Linked DNA regions of Canis lupus: region 1 is linked to region 2. A link is a contact called in public Hi-C data. All regions are on one chromosome and are shown on one strand. Each heading gives the region's core, a stretch centred on a gene start, on an enhancer-like site or on the middle of the called end of the contact. The rest is flanking DNA. Distances are from core to core; before and after follow the strand shown. Region 1 overlaps XYLT1 (xylosyltransferase 1). Region 2 overlaps XYLT1 (xylosyltransferase 1).

Evidence for each region. Hi-C and Micro-C count contacts between places; a contact is called where the count stands out from the background.
Region 1: a Hi-C map of blood shows a contact between it and region 2, with 2.3 times the contacts expected there. The contact joins two enhancer-like sites. A contact is called at or near these places in 2 of 9 Hi-C or Micro-C datasets (both in blood).

The regions. Positions count from the first base shown.
Region 1 is chr6:27,186,943-27,194,635 of UU_Cfam_GSD_1.0, reverse strand. The region is part of intron 1 of XYLT1 (xylosyltransferase 1); the gene reads left to right. Among named protein-coding and RNA genes, the nearest start is that of XYLT1, 110 kb to the left of the region's middle. Within about 2 kb of position 4,600, at least 6 of the 20 cell types and tissues checked have an H3K27ac peak or open chromatin away from gene starts, as enhancers often do. A contact at or near this core is called in blood, where this site is marked.
Region 2 is chr6:27,133,295-27,140,672 of UU_Cfam_GSD_1.0, reverse strand. All of the region lies in intron 1 of XYLT1 (xylosyltransferase 1), which reads left to right. Among named protein-coding and RNA genes, the nearest start is that of XYLT1, 160 kb to the left of the region's middle. Within about 2 kb of position 1,947, at least 3 of the 20 cell types and tissues checked have an H3K27ac peak or open chromatin away from gene starts, as enhancers often do. A contact at or near this core is called in blood, where this site is marked.

The DNA.
Region 1 (7,693 bases), core at 3,351-5,850, 51 kb before region 2:
CTTGGCATAGAGTCACCCATAGATTTCACAGGTATCCCCAATGGGAGGTATTAACATCAACCCCATTTTCCAGACAAATCGAAGCTCAAAGAGGTTAAGATACTTGCCCAATAGCTAGCTAACAGGTGGAGCAACCAGGAACTTGGCCATCTAGCTTTTGTTTATCTGGTAATGCAACCCCTTGAAGTAGGTACTAATCTTAGCCCATTTTACGGATGAGCCAACTGTGTGGCCCAGAGAGACCAAATCTCCTTTTAAAAGTAATTCAGTGGTAAGTGGTAGAGGGTGAGTTAGAAAATCCATCTCTTGATCCCTGGGTGGCTCAGCAGTTTAGCGCCTGCCTTCGGCCCAGGGTCTGATCCTGGGGTCCCAGGATTGAGTCCCACATTGGGCTCCCTGCATGGAGCCTGCTTCTCCCTCTGCCTGTGTCTCTGCCTCTCTCTCTGTCTCTCATGAATAAAAAAATAAAATCTTAAAAGAAACCAATCTCTTTTATTGCTTTGTTGCTAAGATATAGATTAAATATAGTGATTAGATCTAGAGATAAGAGGTGTGTGGATGTGACTATGGTTGTAGACCTAAAGTTCATTGTATACACTGTGTATTATGTATATAATATATATTATAATGGATATATCATGTGTCAAGTGTAATGTATATATTTTAAAATATATTCCATGTATCTGATCTATAGATCTCTAATCCCTATCTAATTTATGTCATTTTAAAAAATTTTATTTATTTGAAAGAGTGTATGAGTGCACAGTGGGGTTGGGAGGAGGGACAGAGGGAGAGAGAGAAGCAGACTCCCTGCTGGGCAGGGAACCCAATACAGGACTCATCCCAGGACCCTGAGATCATGACCTGAGCTGAAGGCAGACACTTAACCAACTGAGCCTCTGAGGCACCATAATCTGTCATTTTTAATGTATAGAAACATTCTATGGTATACAGCACAATGAGTGCATGTATAATGTATATAGCATAATGTAAATGTGTATAATGTACACAGGAGCTTTCTATGATAAAGATTAGATACGGACCTAAGTATAGATTAGCTATAGTTATCCATAAGTATACCTAGAGACAGAGGGAGATCACTCACTTAGCAACCCCAGGCAGATGAGTCTGGAAATGCACTTCACTCCACAGGGATGTGTAAGTGAGGAACTAGAGCTCTGGGCTGTGGGCGGGTTGTCCCTGCAGAGGAGAAGCAAAGTGGCCGCACGTTGGGGGAGGAGACACCCCCATTTCCCTGCCAGCGGATGCGGCCTCTTCCAGAGACTGCTCACACCCCGACTTCAAGCACCGAGGCAGAAGCCTGCCGTGCCGCCAGCTGAGCAACACGGCGGTGGCACCAGATTTGCATGGAATTACAAGCCGAAGGCTCGGCGAGGAGGCAGTGTGCATGTTTGGTATAAATATCAAACGTACCAGCATCTTTGATGCTTAGTCTGTCTTCTCCACGGGGTTTTTGGGCAGGGCTGTGCAAACCCGAGAGCTTAAAAAGCAAAGGTTCCGGTGCTAGAATGTTCAGGCTGAGCTTTGAGGTTCTAGTTATCGAGATCATTCAGTCAAGAAAATCACTTTTCACATGAAACAGCAGCATGACAGAGGTCCAGGTGTGTGAGGGACATAAAACTCCATATGCAGGGTGCAGACTTGCAGAATTGAACTGGGGAGGGCCTCGATCTGCTTGCTCGGTTATTAGCACGTTTCCTCTGTACGTAGGACTTGGCTAAGTGCATCATACTCATGATCTTATCTAATCATGACAGCGGTGTTTGAGGCAGGGGACCCTCATCCCCCTTCTTTGCAGGTGAAGACCCAGAGGCATCGAGAGGTTAAATACATGGTCCAAGACCATTGCGCTCCTGAAGGGTCGAAACAAAGTATGTCAGGGGTCTTCTGTCCCCTGCCTACAGCAGATCCGCTCTCTACCCTTCTCCTGTCTTTGGGTCCCCAGAGGCTTGACCTCGATGGATTTCATGCATGTGGACTTCTCATTGCTCTGGCCAAGGGAAGGCACGGGGGGCCAGGGGGAAGAGGACAGTGGGATGGGGATCATTTTCCATGCATTGGCTGTGGCCGCCTGGGAGGGCCAACACCCCCGGAAGGCCTGTCCTGTACAGCTCCATTCTTCAGGATCTGATAACACCACACCTCAGAGCGGCCAGCCCTGCTTTGTTTCCCTTGGAAAACATCTCTTTGTCAAGTCTCCCCCATTACTCCCTAGGAGACTAGTATCTCTCCTTCGGGAACCTTGCCCTGGACTTGAAGCCTGCCTCCAGCCCCTTGCTAAAACAGCGCTGCCAGGGTGAGCCACTGCCCTTCTCATGTCCTGTTTTGATGAAGGAGGGGGCCTGTCTTCAAACCAAAGAAAGGCCGCAGAATGGATGCAAGGGGATGGTGAAGCTATTGAAACTGAATGCCCAGTTGTGGGAGTAGGAATATTTTTCTGGGCAGAGGATCATAGCTGTCATTCTGTTTGTGACAACTGCCCCCCCCCCCCAGGCTGAGACACAAATATTCTAAACACCGCAGTACTAAATAAAGCATCAGATGATCCACGTATGTAAGAAGAGCTGCCCCAGACAGGGGACGCTTGGCTCTGAGTCCTGCCACTCACTCACACCCCTTCTGTCCATCTTGGCTCCAAGGCAGCAAAACTCTGCTTCACCTAGGGAGGGACTATGGTCTAGGGTAACAGCATAGGGGGAAGAGCAGGCTGTCCACCCCTCCTTCCAGCCGCAGCAGCACAGACGGACCAACAGAAGACAGATTATTTTTGCCAGCAAGCAAAGCCTTGGCAAACTCTCCTTGTTCTCTCTCAACACCTCCAGGAAATAGAACCGTCCTAGCATTTGAATCTGTTTTCTCAGATATGTCACCGCCCCTCCTCGTGCCTCCAGGAGGGCCAGCACGTTGCCGCTTCTCCAGGCCCACTGGTCCTTGCCGGGGAGCTGGTGTGTCCTCTCACAGCGGGCTGGAACGGTTGGCTGGCCCCAGCTCTGACTCCCCGCAACCCTCCTGCTGGGTTCAATTGCCTTCCTGAAAAGGAACGTCTTATTAATAATGATAAGCCCTTCTAATTTTCTTCTGGGAACTGTAGCTCTGATTTTTCTTTTTTTCCACTGCAAGGAAGAGGACAGGAACAAGGATGCAAACCTGTAGTTAGCTACGGTGCCGGTGCCAGATGGGCTAGGGCCAAGGATCGTTGGGTAGTTGTCCCAAGAAGGACACCCCCGGCCAACTCGATGCTAGAAGAGAGAAACTCCAACTATAAAGGGGGCCTAAAAGCAACTCCTTTGCCAGCTTCTCAGTGCCCCAGTTCTAATTTGGCTCTGGTTATGGGGGAGCAGAAGGTGACTTTCATCATATGGCCCTAGACCCAAAGTGTACATGGGCCTCCTGCTTACTCTCTCCCTCTGGCCCATGCCTTTTGTTGTGGGATGATTATTTTGAGTGTTTGGGTGGAGAGGGCAAAGGGGAGGGTGGGGGGAAGATAAAAGGGAGTTTGGAATTTGGGGGGAAATTTTGGAAGAATTGGAAGGTTATCGGGCCTCTAGAAGTGAGCTAGTGGCAAGAAGTAGCTTCCACCTTTGGATGAGGCCCGGGATTGAGAGTCCCTGCACAGCTTCTTGCCAGGACCATCTTAGTAGCCCGACGGTGGAGGGTGGACAGGGTCTTCTCACTCCCGCTCTTCCGTCTCCAGCCAGTATGTCACGTATGGGGTCTCCTTCCCCCAGGGCCACCTCCTTCATTCCTGATCCATCAGGGTTGCTCCACCAAAGCCCTCCAGACGTTTTGGACTAGATCATTCTTCATTGTAGGGGACTGCCCTGTGCCTTATAGGATATTTAGAAGCATCCCTGACCTCTACCCATTCACCCTCCGCAGTTGTAAAAACCAAAAATGTCTCCAGACATGGGCAAATGTCTCCTGGGGGCAAAATCCTCCCCCACTGAGAACCACAGGCCTCACTAAGTCTGGTTTGCCGGGATTGAGTGAAAGTTCACTGTCAGAAAGGGTGCTTGTAAGGGTGAGGCTAAGTCCACTGGTTGGGCACCTCCCTGTAAATGTCATTGGATTTTAAGTTTTTGTTCTCAAGTGACCTCCTTTGGGCTGAATTATAAACAAATTAGCACCTGCCAAGCCTCTCAGTATGGATGAGATAAGACACGGAGGAAAGCTCAAACATTTCTTCTTCCACATAAAAATCAGCAAACCCTGAAGCACAAGAGAGTGAAGGGCCCTCGGTGCACTCCTGGGGGATGAGACCCCAAGCCCCAGCTCTGAACCACAGCAGCGGGAAGGCCGGATCCCAGGCACAGCCCCAGAACCCCGTCCCCTTGAAGACCACAGGCGTGGGGTTGGCAGATTTGCTGTGGTTTGGCTGTCTCAGGAGGGTGTGGGCTTGCCTGACACCCGGAAATAGTCTGTGGCTTTGGGGCTGACGCTGTCATGTGTTCATACCCGGCTGGTATTCACTCCTGGTTCCTGGACTCTCACTGTGCTGTGTTCATTCAGGCTGGTCTCCACTTTCAAGTGCATGAAAGAGTCTTATGTGCAGGGAGTCAGCCTCAAACAACCAGGCTGCTGTGTGCTGTGCTGGCCGTTAGGTGTTTACGTGTTAGCTTGTCCTTGGGTGTTCCTCCGCCCTGTTCTCTGAGGGCGGCTGTGGCTCGGAACCATGTTTGGTTAAAATTTTTATTTATTAATAAATTTGGGGTGGGTGGGTGGAGGTCTTTTGAGATTTATTTTCCATAGTTATCAATAGTACATTGTATTATTTTGTTATATTATTAATTCATTCACTGAATATTTATTGAACACTTCTATGTGCCAGGCACTTTTTTAGGGACCTGAGATATGGCACTGAACAAGAGAGAAGTCCCAGGCCTCATGAGCTCACATTCTAGATAGATTGTAAATGAGAGATCTGTGTTTATATGTTTATATCAGATGGCAACAAATAGGAGAAAAGTCAGACAGGAGAGGGATGGGCCTTTGACTTTAGTGGGACCAAGGAGAGCTTAGAGATTAGGGAACATTCAAGCAGAGACCTGAAGAGCATGAGTGGGTGAGCCCTGCAGATAGCTGGAGGAACAGAGAGCAGCCAGTGCAAAGGCCCTGAGGAAGGATGTGCTTGGCATGGTCATTCACTTGGGAGCCGGTATGAGTAAAGCAGGAGTGAGCAAGGGAAAAAGAAGTGAAGGTGGAACCAGATCATTAGGATCTTGTTGAGCTTAGGCCAGCCTTTGGATGATTTTGAGCAGAGGAGTGACATGGCCTGACTTTGGACAATGGAACCAGTGCCTGCCATGCTGAAAGTGCACTATAGTTGGTCGAGGGCAAGAACAGGGAGACGGGGGAGAGAAGAGACCGTCATGGTATCCAGGGCTGCGTTGTTAACCATGGAGGCTCAGGGAAGTGGTTTGACCATGGATACTTCTGAGGGCAGAGCAGTGGAACATAACTTGTGGATCAGAAGGCTATAGAGCAATATAAGCACATGATAAAAAAATTTTTTAAAAATCAAGTAGTACAGAGTATCGAGTGAGAAAATCTCCCATACCCCTGACCCCAGTCTTCAGAGGTAGCAACCATTAACCTTTTTCTCATTGCTCCTTCCAGACTTTGCATATTAACACGTGTGTGTGCACACGTGCGTGGATAGGCAGGGATTTTGTTTGCTTGAACTGGAATTGAATGAAGCCTATTTTATAAAAACTCCCAGTATCTTCCTCTATATCTTAGATTCATGTTGTATCCACACACACCACTCGTCCTTACTATTTGTTTTGCCCACTTCTCTACCCAGCGCTCAGCATGCTGTCTAGTGTGTAGAAACCGTTCAGTAAATACTAATTGAATGAATTATTTCCTTGTTTATGTAACTGACTTCCTGTTGGTGGATATTTAGATTTTTACTTTTTTTCCCCCCTATCTTAATGCTGCCATTCTCATACACGCATCTTCTCACTGAGTGTGTACATCTGTAAGGTGAAGGACTGGGTTTGTGTTCCCGGCTCAAAGGGTATGTGCGTTTTACATTTTGACAGCCATAGCTGAACTGACCTATACAGAGGTTTCTTCAAATCGCCTCTCAGAGCCACTTCCTGTTTCCACTCTCAAAAGCGTTGGTAATTATCAATCTTTATCATCTGTGTCAAGCCGATGGGTAAAAACACTATCTTGCTGCTTTGATTTGCATTTCAGATATGAGTGGGTTGGAGCATTTTAAGAAAAAACGGTTATCTGTTGATTTTTTTTTTTTCTTCCTGAGCTGTGTTTTCCTGGGTGCCAGACGATGCCTCCTTGGAGACATGATAACTAAGACTGGCCAAGCTGGCCGCTGTGCTAAGTACTCTGTGTGTGTTGACTAACTTAACGTTCCCATGAACCCTGTATAAGGAGGAAAGGTTTGTCTCCTCACTGAGGCTCAGAGAGGAGCGAATTCAGTGTCGCCCAAGGTCACGTATCATGTGGACAGGAAGTGAGGAGCTGGTATTTGGACCTAGGCAGAACTTTCAGCCACCACGCCATGCAGATCGGTGGTGGAGCACTGGACATAGAGCTCTTTGTCAGGTGCCTGCAAGACATCCGAGCTCCAGGCATATTCAACCACATACCCAAGGCCACCCAAGAAGACGATGTCCCCTTTTTCATACTGAATCACACTGCCTCCTGACCAGGTCCCCAGCTACACTGTAAGCCCTGGATCTGGGGACCAGCTGTGGAGCTGTCAACAGGACTGTGCATTGGATCAGAATAAAAGCAGATAAATGGAAGGAAGGAAGGTAGATGAATGGATGGATAAACATATGTCAGTTTGTGTGTGTGTGTGTGTGTGTGTATGTGTATATATATATATACACATACACACACACACCCTCCTTTACACTGCCTCCTCTTCAGTTACTAGGGATTAGATGATGAAGGCTTGAGGGCCCTGTGCTCAGGGAGCTCACACCTAGAGCATAAAGTTTGAACCTTTTCTGTGTCATGGACCCCTTTGGCTTCCGGAGACACCTGTGGCCTCCTTCTCTGAATAATAACTGTTTTTTAAGTTTTTTTTTTGTCTCCTGCCCACTTTTTTAAGATAATATTTTTTAAAATTTTGAGAAGAGAGAGCACACAAGCAGGTGGAGGGATGGAAAGAGAAGCAGGTTCCTGGCTGAGCAGGGAGCCCAATGCAGGACTTGATCCCAGGGCCTCGGGATCATGACCTCAGCTAAAGGCAGATGCTTAACTGACTGAGCCACCCAAGTGCCCCTAAAATAATATTTTAAATGCAAAAAAAAGAATGCATGGGATTACAAAAGAAAGCCATTACATCAAAGTGCAGCTATCAAAATATATATAAACATAACAAATGTGTGGAGTAATAATGCATTTGCATCTTTATTAACACATTAAGTAACTAGATTTGGCTGCAGGTCTAATAACTACTGTAATTTTGAAGTAGTGACAAGTATAAATAATATTTTGAGCATCTGCTACCAGAGCAATGTGATATGAAAATATCTGTAATTTCCATGGGTGTCACTCTCAGGTCTTGCAAATACCCCTGCAGTCTGGTGCCTACATTCAGAACTGAAGGACATGCCAAATTTCAGTTCGAGTTAGTGCAAATAATTATGAAAGTGAATATGTGTTTAAGGCCCCCGCCCCGAGAATTCTTTCCAGG
Region 2 (7,378 bases), core at 698-3,197:
TGAGTAGCAAGGACACCGATGTGGGCTTGCAAAGGCTCTAGGATGTCAAGCAAGAATCTGGCTGTCAAGGCAAACCTGGAGAGTGAGTGTGTGTGCGTGTGACTGTGCACACGCGCGTACGTGCCTACATATGGCCTGGACCATGCTGTACTTGGCATCTTTCTTGACACTCTGCACACTTCTTCTGTGATGTGATGAGACGGCCCAGCCAGTTTCCCTTTGTGTCTTTCTGAGTGACTGCGACTGCCACTGGCCTTCAGAGTTTGAAGCTCCTGACAGATATTAAAGAACAATTCACTTATTACAGCTAAACAGAAAAGCATATGGAAAAAGCAAACTGCATTAACATCTGCTGCCTGGGCTCCATCTGCTCCCGTTGGCTTGCCTTTTGCCTCCAGACGTGCCAGCCTGTCAGGTTCCCAGAGCCAGTCCCTCCTTCCTTCCAAGTGAGGACAGGATGTGCCCGTTCATTTTGAGCCACTCATGCGGGACCTGGGCTCTTCTTAGGTGTTTCAGAAGTGTAGAGAGATGCACAAAATGCGGGACATTTGGAGGTGCTGGGCTCTGGAGATCATGCTCTGGCTTCGGGTACTTCCTAGCTGTGTGTCCTCGGGCAGGTGGCTTAGCATTTCTGTGCCTCAGTTTCCATGTCTGTGAAATGTTGGGGTAACGAAGGCAGTGGCTACATCGAAGGATCAGTGTGAGAGTAAAATGTTAAAATGCAGGTAAATCCCTGGCAACGGTGGCGTACAGTAAGTGTGCAGGACAGGCTAAGTCTCTTTCCCTAAGAATATTCCCCACCGCCCCCACCTGGCCCAGGTTACTCATCCTGTTTCCTACAGCTTAGCACCTTGAATTTAAAATTACTCATTAAGGGACGCCTGGGTGGCTCAGTCAGTCAAGCATCTGCCTTTGGCTCAGATTCCAGCAGGATCAAGCCCCGCTTTGGGCTCCATGCTCAGTGGGGAGCCTGCTTCTCCCTCTGCCTCTGCCCTTCCCCCCTGCCTATACACTCACTCTCTCTTTCCCTCTCTATGTCAAATAAATAAAATTTTAAAAATACAAATAAAATAAAATTACTCATTGGGCACGGGGTGCAGCAAGGGCCTCAGCCTTCTGGAAGTGCCCATCTTTTCATCTTTTTTTTTTTTAAAGATTTTTTATTTATTCATGATATACAGAGAGAGAGAGAGAGAGAGAGGGAGAGAGAGAGGCAGAGGGAGAAGCAGGCTCCATGCAGGAAGCCTGATGTGGGACTCCATCCCAGGTCTCCAGGATCACACCCTGGGCCAAAGGCAGGCGCTAAACCGCTGAGCCACCCAGGGATCCCCCCACCTTTTCATCTTAAAGACCCAGCCCCTTCCCCCACCCCACCGTCTTTAGTACCGGGATGGAAGCTCCCGGGGTATCATTTCGTGATGGGACAGAGGTGCAGGGGCCCCTTCCAGAACTGGGCCGATGTGGGGCCAGCCGGCCTCGTCTGTGTTGTGCCTGCAGCCGCCTCCTCCCACCTGAGCTGGTTTTTGCCTCCAGCTAGCAAGACAAACCGAATGTTGTTATTTTAGTATCTGGTAGCCTGTCGGAAATCATTTCTAAAAATGTTTTTTCCCTCTTTCTCTCCGCCTTGCTCCCCGAAGCAGCCACATCTGTGCAGCAATTAGGACAGGACAGCTGGCAGCCCTCGGCCGTTGGAGAACGGGCTGCGGTGCACTGGGGTCAAGTGCTGCTTCCTGGCGGGGGCGCAGGGCTGGGGGAGGGTCTTGGGCAAGTCACTGTGCCTCCTGTGCCTCAGTTTCCCCATCTAGGAAATGGGCATGCTGACAGTGTTCGCCTCCCAAGGGCTGCCCTGAGGTTGACATGAGTTAGTCTCTGCAAGGTGCTCAGAACAGTTCCTGGCGTACAGTTTGGGGAAGTGGGAGGTGACGCCACATGAAGGCCCGCCCGACTGCAGAAGGGGAGGAAGCATAGCCAGTCCTGGGTCTTCTGATCTGCCATCGCTCTGCTGGGAGACTGGGAGGAGGGGAGGGGCTTCACTCCCCTTTCTTGCTCTGTGATCTCAGCCATGGCCTGAGACTTCTGGCCTCCTGGAACACCCAGTGATAAGGAACCAGAGGGACACTCTAGTCCTGTGTTTTTCCAAGAGGGTTGTGTGGCCCCCAAGATGATTTAGGGGCGCTCTGTGGACTGTTACATAACCTTGAACATTAGGAAGTATTGCTCTTCCCCAACACGCCCAGTTTGTGGATGGTGAACAGGGGTCCAGAGAGTGCCAGGGGGCCTAGCAGAGTCACTGCCAACTGCGGGGGTGGGTGTGGGGTATAGGACCGGAAACAACAGCCCCTACGCCTGCTTCCTGTCCCTCTCCTACGTCCACTGTTCCACGGGCTACAGGCTGGCCACAGGTGGTGCTTCCTTTCCCGTGGTGTCTGGGCCTGGCTGTCCCTGATTCATGGCAGGAAGAGCACAGGGGAAGGTCGCATCTCTGGCTATGCGCTGGAATCAACTGGGGAGCTTTAAAAAAAAAAAAAATCCCAATTCCCAGGCCCCCACCCCAACTCCATGATTGCAACCGGGGCGTCAGCATTTTTAAAGCTTCTAAGTGATTGGAATGGGAAGGCAATGTTGAGAATCCACGGGCTAAATGCTGCTGCCCGTTCTCACCGCATCATGTCATCTGAGGGAAGAAGCATTGAGAAAAGCAAAAACGAAGGGGGGAGGAGGGGGGCAGAAATGCTAGTAAAATATTGCACAAAACCAGCAAATTGCAAAGGGGATGTTTACAGCATGGTGCCATTTTGTCGACCTTATAAACACACAAAGTAATGCTATATATTGTCTGTGGACACATACGTATTTACTAGAGATATAAACACATAGGTGTGAAGGACAGAAGTGACCTCTGGGTTGTTGAGAAATGGGAGTTGAGCAGTGGGAAATACGTCAACTGTATCTATAAAGTTTATTTCTTTAAAGAATTGAATAAAGCATGACAGATTTGGTACCTGGGGGTGTGATATGAGTGTTCTGGGTTTTTCTCTGGCAAGTTTTGAAATATGTCATAAGTCAAGAGAATATTTTTATCTTTGTTTGATAAGCATTTTTATGTTAGGAAAATATTTAGATCCATCTTAGAAAACAATAAAGAAAACCCACTAAATTTTACCACCTCAATTCTTCAGAAGTTTAAGAACTTTATAAATGTCCCAGGCCACGGGCAGCCTTTGGATCGCACAATGATGCAAGACAGTGGGATGAGGGGGAGGCAAGAGAGACAGATGGACAGAGGGACAGCAAGAGGACAGAGACCTAGGGGTGGAGACAGGCTGACCCCTGAGGTCTGAATGAAGCCAAGGTCCCCAATAATATGCAAGGCTCTGCCCAGCAGAGGTGGGGTGCCATCTGCCTGCCTTCTTCTAGGACTTGCAGGGTCCAGTTGTCTAGTAATTGCTGCCACAGGCACATAGAACCTGGGCTTCCAGTGATAATTAACATAGGAAGGGGGAAGTGGAAGAGGCCCAGCCTGACCCTCATGATCTTCTTCGGCTGTCCTACTAGAACAGTCAGTGACCTGGAGATGGATGGAACCAAACCCTGTCATGAAGCTGACCCCTCAGCCTGTTCTCTATACAGAGAGTGAGTCCAGGACATATCTGAAATTTCAGACTTCCACACCTCTAAACAGCCAGTCCCATTTTTCTTTTAGGTATCGTACCCCTAACCAGAGGCAGCCTCAATGCCAGTCTGTGGCTTGAGGGGGCTGTTTCGGTTGGGGAGTGGGTATGAGCTTGAGCTCCAGAGTCAGGCACTGTGGTTTAAATCCCCAGTCTCTGTGGTCTTGAGCAAGTGTCTTTACCTCTCTGAGCGTCAGCTTACTCATCTGTCGGAAAAGATCTCCCACTAGTAATAGGAACACCGTCAACAACTATGGTTTGTGGCCTACGCACTGTCCCGAGTCTTGGCCAGCGTGACTGACGGGCTCCTCATGCCAATCCTATGAGCTGATTATAGCCAGGAGGCCTGCCTGAGGTCGCAGAGCGTTTAGAAGGCACTGGGACCCAGGTAGTCCACTTCAGTGCTCATGCCCCTGACTGCTGGCCCACACAGCTTCTTTGTAGGGCTGGAAGGAGGGCCAGTTAGAGGAGAACGCATAGGAAATGCTGGCCTGGCAACAATGATGGAAGGTGCGCGGGGTGGAGGGGGAGGCGCAGAGGACTGTATCATAAATTCCTGAACCCCTGATGGTAGCTGGGATTTTCCTGGTCTTGACTGTAGGCATGTGGATGCAACTCATGAATTTCCATCTGCTTCCTGAGGTCCAACCAGGAGGGGAACAGTCCATCCCCCTCCCTAATTCTGAGTTCAGACACGGCCTAAAACTCCATTGAGGCTGGGAAGTTCAGAGCCCAAGCTTTGGAATCCGATCTGGGCTTAATCTGAGCCAGCCCTGTCCTTCCCACCCATGTGACGCTGGCTGGGGCGAGCCACAGAACCTCCTCTGCCAGCCTCAGTTTACTCTTGTGTCAAGTGTGGATAATAATATCCCCCCATGTCAAAGAGAAACATGGAGATTCACCGAGGGAGTAAACAGTAGGTGCTCTCCCAGGTAGCAGACGTTCGGAGTTACAGGGGGTGGAATGGATCATAAAGCTCGTGAAGTAAGTGGCAGTGCTGCTCTGTTGGGGGCACCTGCGGGGACTTGGGCATCTGGCCTGCATTTCGTAGTCTGCGTGGGAGTCCCTGTCTTGCTGCCTCACCTCTTCAGTGAGAAATCCTAATGGGATTAGGGGGAAAAGATAGGTGACCCACCCTGGGGCAGTAAGGCAGCCCAGAGACCCGATGAGCCCCTGGAGGGGCCCCCAGAAGCTGAGGGCTCCACTGAACTTCTCAGAGACGTGTCCCAGCCAGAGGGAAAGCAGCCTGCCTTCACAGCCTCCTTAGTGCCAGCCACCGGCACGGTTCAAGTTCACAGAAAGAGCCATCTAGTGGCCTGAACAACTGTGGTCCATCGGGTCTCCCAGAACCACCTTCTGCTGGATTTGCTGCTTGAGCTGTCTGAGGGCAGAGGGGAGCGAGGTCGAGGCAGGGCTGGTCGTGCCGGGAAAGGGAAAGGTGCCCCCGCTCAGCCTCTCGGATAAGGAACTTATCCGGAGCCAGATCCTCCAACCAGCCTGGGTGGCACAGGTCACTTCCCAGAACAGGAGGGGCAAGCAGAGGCAGAAATGGCCCTTTCACCTGTCACCCGGGCACCTAGCCCTTATTCACTTCCTCTTCTCACTTTCTCAGTGCTGGGGCCACACAGGCCTGGTTCCTCAACTGGCTGAGATGACCTCTCCAAGCCTCAGGACCGCCTTTAAAATGGGTGGATGGGGGCACCTGGGTGGCTCGGTGTAAGCATCTGCCTTTGGCTCAGGTCATGATCCCGGGGTCCTGGGATGGAGCCCCACATCAGAGTCCCTGCTCAGCAGGGAGCCTGCTTCTCCCTCTTCCTCTGCTGCTCTCCCTGCTTCTGTGCCTGCTCTCTCTCTCTCTCTCTCTCTTTCTGTTTCAAATATATTTAAAAATAATAATAATAATTTAAGGGCAGCCCGGGTGGCTCAGCGGTTTAGCGCCGCCTTCAGCCCAGGGCGTGATCCTGGAGACCCGGGATCAAGTCCCACGTCGGGCTCCCTGCGTGGAGCCTGCTTCTCCCTCTGCCTGTGTCTCTGCCCCTCTCTTTGTGTCTCTCATGAATAAATATTTTTTAAAAATCATTTAAAATGGGAGGATTAAAAACATGTAAGCGGTGCTCAGCCTCACATCCATAAGACATTCCACACGTCCTCTGTTTTTATCTTTTTATTGAGTCGGTAAGCTGGTTGTCCGTTTCATTTTACTAAAACGTGAGCTCCCTGAGCGCAGGCCCCTGGCTTACCCACAGGCCCAGCCCTGCTGCTTAGAACGGTGCGTCCCGCACACCTGGTGCTCGGTCTGTAGGTGCGAATCCACGCTTGAAGGGGACGGGCCCCGCAGGTAGGATTTTCGATGAAGCAGCAGCTGCCTTATATTGACCGTTCACCTCTGTGCTCTGAATTGTGGTTTTATTGCACTGGTGTCACCCAGGAGGGAACCAGAGCTCAGAGAGGCTACCTAAGCTTCCCGAGGTCACGCAGCTAGGAAGTGGCCCAGCCAGGTTTCCAGAAGAGCATCTCAGAGCTGCGCTTGAAGCGCACTCCACAGCGGAGCCCCCGCGGTTGCCCGTCGCCGCCTCCTTGCTCAGCCCAGTTGGAGGGATGGGCGTCAGACACATTCCAGGGTGACCAGAACGTGCCACCTTGGGTAATGGCAGCACGCACACAAGTGGGTCATGATGCGGTCTTGCATCCGCCCCCCTCAACCCCCGAAGTTCAATAGAGCCTGGCAGGGTGCCACGAGCCATGTGGCCCAGGAGGACACCCCCCCCCCATCCCACGGACAGCAGTGCCCCTCCGCCTCGAAGGCAGCAGTCACTTCTCAACGGGATGGACAACGCTGTCACTTTTGCCCATGGCCCTCCAGGAGAGATGCCATTGGCCATATCACACGCAAGCTCATTTGTAAGCAGGAAGCGCCAGTGGGGCGCTTGCCTTTCTTTCTGGGGGAGCAGGACCGCAAAGCTGCAGCCTTCTTCAGGAACTTGGCCAGCAAAAACGTGCCTGGAAGGCCCTGTCCCTGGTAGGGCGGCCCAAGGCAAACGCACTGCTCGTAAAGGAGATTTAGGGGGTGGCAGTGGCGTATTCATTTGTACCTCTGCATAGTAAAAATAATGTATTGGCAGCTGCCTGGGAAGCCCAGTTCTGAAATTACCTGGATGGTGATATTAGGTGCCTCTCCCTTTCTCTCTCTCCCCACCCCCAAATGGCTCAGGCCTTCAGAGGATATAAATTAATTGAGTTTGTGTATGTGTGGATGCGTATATATTTACTTATTTACGGGCGTCTCTCTTTATTTATATCCCTGGCTCCGTGAGCATTTACATTTCTTCAGAGACTCTGCAGTAATGAGCTTATAAGTGTGTCATTCGTAACCCACTTGTGGCAGAGTGTGTTTGGTGGGGTGGAGGGGGGGGCACAGGGAGAGGGGACCCAGCAGGTGCAAAGGATGGGTTTGAAAGCTGGAGGTCTTTGATCAACAGGAGGTGCATCTGTCTCCTTAAGTGCTCCTTTCCTAGAGGACCTGCGTTGGAGAATGTGAAGAGGGCAGCGGTCGGAACCAGAATGGTCTCCAGGGAGTCAAGGCAAGAGACGTAAAGAAGGGGCACAGAAGAATAAAATCACGACAGAGAGCGGGGCAGGGTTTGGGGGTTCCAGGCCTGAGGTTAGTCTCGAGGAACAGAGACTGAGACAGTGAGAGGAGAAGACTG